Regions from separate parts of the Mus musculus genome. Here region 1 is linked to region 2. A link is a contact called in public promoter capture Hi-C data. All regions are on one chromosome and are shown on one strand. Each heading gives the region's core, a stretch centred on a gene start, on an enhancer-like site or on the middle of the called end of the contact. The rest is flanking DNA. Distances are from core to core; before and after follow the strand shown.

Region 1 (2,861 bases), core at 326-2,825, 320 kb before region 2:
CAAGGAATTTTGAAGAGCTCCTCAGTCTGCCTCCTTCCACAGCACAGCTGTAGTATCAACACTGCCTCTGGATGGTCTACAAAAGAGAGACTTTAGCAGCAGGTGTCTTTTGATTTGCTACACAGGGAGTCAGAAACCTCAGAATTGAAAACTTGGAATGCACATTCTTCTCATAGTTCCAGCATGAGTACCTGTTTACCACACACACTGGATCTCACTGTTTGTTTAGCCTGATCCCCCACTCCCACCCTTGTTTCCTCTGTCACTTGGAAAGGCTTCCATGTTCTTGTCTGACCAATAGGTTGACACTGCTTTAGTGAAGTGACTCAGCATTTTCTTCTGTTCATGAGGTCAATTCCAGAGAGGTGGGTGGGTTGATGGTTAGGATGGCTTAATAGTATTGCTCTTAGCTAAAACTAACCTCGGAGCTCAAACACACCCACTCAAACACTTGCTGTTGGCCTCAGGACAAGCAGTTATGTATGAAAAGCATGTGACTAAAACCAGCTTTGAATATGATATTCTTTCCCACTGACCAACCAGCCTGGATGAGAAAGGTATTCAGTCACCAGCCTTCACTGGTGGTGCAACTAGCAATTCATCAGTTAAATTCATTGTGCTCTTCACTCAGGTCACCAAAAGCCAGGGTGCATTTGTTATTTCAACTCTTGGATAAAGAATTTAAGCAATGACAAATTACCAATCTAATGAGAAACACCAAATTCAAAAAGGACACGCACACAAAGGACACACTCTCATACAAATGCCTGTTTTCCAAGAAAACAGCTTAAGATCTCAATAGGAAATCTAAACAGCTCAGCACCAGGAAAGACTTCAGTGGGCTTCATGCAGGGAGATGCTGTTGTTAAGCGCTGTACTGTGCACAAAGTAGCCACAGTAGGGGTTGGAGACTGAGATTAGAGAGTGTGGACTGTCAATAAATTCGATGCTTGCTGTGGCCAGGATCCCCTACCTAGATGTATCCAGAGTGAGACTCTACCTGCAACACGATGATCTATGAACACTCTCTCTGATGACCTGGAATCAATTATTTTCAAATGAAATTCCATAGTGGAGAGTTATCTCTCCACCACCCCTGGGGCCCACCGATTCACCTGCCTACACAGTAGATCCAGCTGGCTCTCAGCAACCAGGAACTCAGAGTCAGATTTCAGCAACTTCAGTCACTCACTTTCCAAATATTGCCTGAAGCCAGCCAGGTGGGAAGAGATCAGACCACGGACATTAGGAGTCCTGAGTGTAAAACACCAGCTCTGTGAATCCTGACCCCTTTACTATTAAGAGCAAATCTCTCTGTCTATGAAATGGGAAGAGTCGCTGGAGAGAATATGGAAAGGCACTAGAGGAAATGGGCCCTTTCCTCTGTTCTTACAGAAAGATCGCTGCTGGATGGGAAAGGAAGGGCTTCCAAGGAGGAGGGCTTGCAGCAAATGCAACCCCCCCCAGCCATTGGATTCCACCCAGTACCTTCCCTCCAGGACTGGCTCTCCCTGAGGGGTGTGGCTGGGAGGAGCGTGAATAAAGTATGTGAGTTGTAAAAGCCACTTGAGCTCCTGTATAAATAGTACAACCTGCACCCCAGCGTGAGGACTGGAAGCCTGCATTCCCCAGTACACCTGGATCTGCACACTCACAGAAAGGTGAGCCTGGCTCTTTTAAACATTTCGTGTGTGTGTGTGTGTGTACAAATACATACATAAAATCATTATTGTTATTATTAATTAGTATGTATGATTTTAAAGATGGGGGGCTTATATGCCTACAGCAGAGGATAACATGTAAAAAGAAGCTGATTCCCAACTTCCACCTTTACATGGGTTCTGAGCATCGAACTCAGGTCATCATGCCTGCCTGGCAAGTGCCTCCATCCTCAGGGCCCTCCTGCCAGTCCCCTCTTAAGAGTTATTTTATCTACTTCTTAGCCCCTGGACCTCCTTGGGTCCAGACCACATTATGGGAACATGAAAGCTATGTCACCGTGCCAGGAGAAACAGGTCTGTCCCTGGCTCTTTCAGCCTCCAGTCTCAGCCACGCTTTAGTCTAAACTCTCTTGGGGCCTTTTCCTTTTCTTACTTCCACATGGGCAGAAATGAAATTGTGGTGCTTTCCTGGGTTTTTCCTACCTTTCAGACAAAAAGTTCTCAATTTTTTTTTAAAAGCATAGATTTAATGTTTTTAAAAGAACCATCTGGTGATCGTGTTTGGTACCATACCAAATCTTGTGCAGCCCGTTGTTTCTTTTTGCTATTTTCTAAAGAGTTAGAATAAAGGCAGAAAGCAAGAAGTGAGCACTAAGGACTGACAGAAAGGGAGACACACTCTGCCTTTCCAGACCACCGTCTTTGCCCATCAAGGGGCAAACTTGCTTATCTGTCTGAGCCCTAGCTGTCCCAGAGGTTGCCTGAGGGTGTATATTAAGAGGGGTGAGAATCAAATGCTAAGGCACTGCTTAACACCTAGGAGTTGGCAAACAATCACGTGTGCCTCCTCTGCCATTATCTGTAGCTTTATACCTGGTAGAAACTATGTCATTTAATTTGAAAGTCATTTTATTTTTGTTATAGATGTAAAAAAAAAAAAAGGCATTGAATAAATACTCCCTGTATGCCTGGCATTATGCCATTGAACTCAGTCATGATCCTTACTTTCCACCTTGCAGTCTATACGATCTCATCCCTCTCCACCCTGTTTCAAGTTGGCCCCATCAAGGTCAGTGGCCTCCCCCACCTCCCTGCCTTCCTGGGACTCTTCCTCATGACTTTCCCCTTCTCTTCACACAGCCACACCCAGCCCAGTATGTCAAACCCTGTGCATGTTTAACCCTGAGTCAACATATCTTT
Region 2 (2,963 bases), core at 206-2,705:
ACCAGGACACTTGTTTTCCCTCGTCTGTTTAAAATGTTGCTGGAACCTCCTCCCCTCCACGCATGCTCACTTTCTCTCTTCAGAGACGAGGCTTTTCCTTTCGAGTGGGAGGGCCCGCTCAAAGTTGTGAACTCTCAGGAGCCATCCTGTGCCTTTTTAATGATTAATTATGTAGCAGCAAGTTACTCTAGCCCCAGCTTCTAGGGTACCAGGTGAGTGACACAGCTGTGTGTGGTCATTTAATCAGATGGACGGGACACCTTTCACTTGATGAGGCCAGGTCAGCACCCAGGCTCTGCTCATGGGATTGCTCAGCTGCACAGGGGGTGCTGGAAGCACCTCTATGGCAGGAGTCCCGCTGTGGGCCAAGCTCTTTAGACCTTTTTACAAGTCTGTTTTGTCACTGATCTCATTATCTGTTTCTACATCTGCTTCCCCAGCAAAGTCTCACCACTGGACCTGGTCTAAGTTGGTTTTGTACACTGTAAACTTGAGTTCTTCATCTGCTGCATCATTGATGCTCACTAAAAACTTGAATAAATGACTCTGTAAGTGAACTCTAGGCCAACTATCTATATACAGATTGATCTATGTTTATATATGTGCATATCTCTCTATCTCTATGTATACATATATGCACATATTTTCTCTATCCATATACAGTTCCCCTCTATACAAAGCATGCTGTCGTTACACTTATTTGCAGAAATGTTATATAAAATGCAATAGCAGACATGTATTTCTCATTAGATTTTATTAGCATTTCATAGCACCTAGCATTTCATAGCACCTAAAATGAAAACAGCTGAGCTGATGGCCAGTAGACTTCTGAAAGCTTGGCAGACCTCAGCCCTGCGGTTCAGAGCTCTTTGTCCAATAACAAGAAAAGTGGAGCTCGCCACACGGAGAGTACTCCCTCCGGCCCGCCCTCCCCTTCCCCGGAGCAGTTTAAACTAAAGGCCCGAAAGCAACACGCAGCTAGTGCTTAGCAGCACACTGACCAGAGAGGCTCTCTGTGAACCGGTTTGCTTTTCCCCTGCAAGCCAGACAGCAGCTGAAATCAGAGCTGTCCCTGCAGTGCCCCCACTTTGCATTGAGAGAGTGAAACTGCAAGCAAGATGAAGGGTCTCTAATGTTAGCAAGATGAGAGTCCCTAACGTTACAAAGCATTCATTCCACTCTCACTGCACCAGGGAGGGGCTGGTTTCTCTGCCGGAACGGAAAGGAGAGGAAAGCAGGACACTGCAGCCTGTCTCTGTTAAAGACTGATTTACCTTCGTCCACTCTACAAAACGAAGTTTGCAGATTCCACTTGCTGGGCTGAAGGGATGAGATGAGAGACCAGTTGTGTCAAGCCAGAGAACCTTTTAGAAATGAGCGAAAGGGTGGGCTGGGGTAAGAGAGGTTACTCCCTGGGAAGCTGCAGCCATATCTCAGGGTTTAAAAAAAAACACCAGCTTAGCAACCAGTTCCCAGGGAAGGTCACTAGGCGGCCGCTTTTTTTTTTTAAAGTGGCAGTTTACTTTTAAGACTTGGAATATGAGCTTGCTGGGCAAGCAGTGGAAAAATAACGTGCTGAAGAGAGACAAAGGGAAAGCAACTGGGCAGCCTAGCAGAGAGGACTCAGGCTCTCAGCAGGGTGTCCTGCCTTATGTCTCTGGGTTGCATGGCCTGTTGGGTCAAGGACAGAAGGTGTTGATAAGTAGAGTGGTTTAGAATCAGGAGGGGCCATGTTGTGTGGAGCTGCCTAGTAAGCAGTAGCAAAGACTATGTGGCCGGGCATCAGAGCTATCAGAGCTCCAGCGTGTGTTGCATTAGGGATGTTGGCTGGCTGTGCACAGAAGCTGGACCGCACACGCCTAACCTCTGTTTCTTCAACTCTTCACTACAAATGACCCAGCGGCCCAGCAGGGATACAGACAAGATGGCTCAAAAAAAAAAAAAAAAAAAAAAAAAAAGGCAAGAAACCAGGAGAAAAGGCCAAGTAGTGAGAACAGTAGTAAGCAGACTCAGACTCTACAGGCCAAAGACAACCACAGATCAAGGAACTCCACAGACCGCGGCCTCCTAACCCCAAGTGTTGTTCCTCAGAAGCCTGCCATTTTGTTTCTTAGACAAGACCTCTGACTGGAAGCTGGCATTTGGTGATTAGGCTAGGCTGCCTGCCTAACTCCAGATCCCTGCTTGTCTTAGCTTGTCTGGTGCTGATAGAACAAACGTGGGCCACCATGCTGAGTGTTAGCCACCTTCAAAGCCAGGTCCTCATGCTTGTGTGATGAAAAGCCCTTTACTAATAGAACTATCTCCCAGCCCCTATTTTCTGTATCCCTAAAGCTCTGGCATTCACTGCATGGGTCTTAGATAGATCTCTGAAGCTAACTAATTCCTAGAGACAATAAATGACTCCAAGGAAATGCATATATTCTCTTTGATACGTACTAACTGACCCCAAGCTGGCATCTCCATCTACTGCAATCACCAAGAAGTACCCCTCTGCTCTAAGTCACTCTGGAGGCAGGTGCTTAGGGAGCATGTCTATGATCCAGAATATTCTGAAACAAGTCAAATTATTTAATTCTAAACCCACCAGCACACTTACCATGCCACAACCTTCCTTCCAGGGAAAACCCCAGTAAAGGGTCTCTTTTGGAGCCTGATGTTTGGAGAATGCTGTTTTTGGAGACTGCTGCTGATTGTGTTTGGTTGATTGGTCTGTCTTTGTATCCCCAGTGCTGGGAATATAGATGCCTGTAGCCACTTGGCTTTTTATGTGGGTGCTGGAGACCTGAGCTCAGTATTTATTCTGGGCCAGTATCTTATTGATTGAGTCATTTTTTTCCCAGCCCAAGAAACAAATTTATATCCATTGTGATATTCTGTTATAGAATTATAAGACATTTCCTGCTTTGAAGGATCTGTGTGAATAACCTTTCTACAAGACAGCCATGTCTGTGTCTTCATGT

What was found. Capture Hi-C pulls out chosen DNA fragments and counts their contacts.
Region 1: a contact with region 2 is called in a promoter capture Hi-C map of pancreatic islet. The contact joins the promoter of Fgfbp1 here to the promoter of Cc2d2a in region 2. A contact is called at or near these places in 9 of 39 promoter capture datasets (the 3T3-L1 cell line, embryonic stem cells, hematopoietic stem and progenitor cells and 4 more), 1 of 15 datasets of contacts at CTCF or cohesin (embryonic stem cells), 59 of 484 Hi-C or Micro-C datasets (B cells, the C2C12 cell line, CD4 T cells and 33 more), 7 of 115 datasets of contacts at active chromatin or transcription factors (bone marrow-derived dendritic cells, embryonic stem cells and stem cell-derived epiblast-like cells) and 4 of 9 other capture datasets (adipose tissue, liver, macrophages and 1 more).

What each region holds. Positions count from the first base shown.
Region 1 is chr5:43,980,513-43,983,373 of GRCm38.p6, reverse strand. Fgfbp1 (fibroblast growth factor binding protein 1) reads left to right here and starts at 1,575. Exons shown (of 2, transcript NM_008009.4): 1 at 1,575-1,661.
Region 2 is chr5:43,660,871-43,663,833 of GRCm38.p6, reverse strand. It overlaps Cc2d2a (coiled-coil and C2 domain containing 2A), which reads right to left and starts at 1,455. Exons shown (of 38, transcript NM_001359906.1): 1 at 1,275-1,455.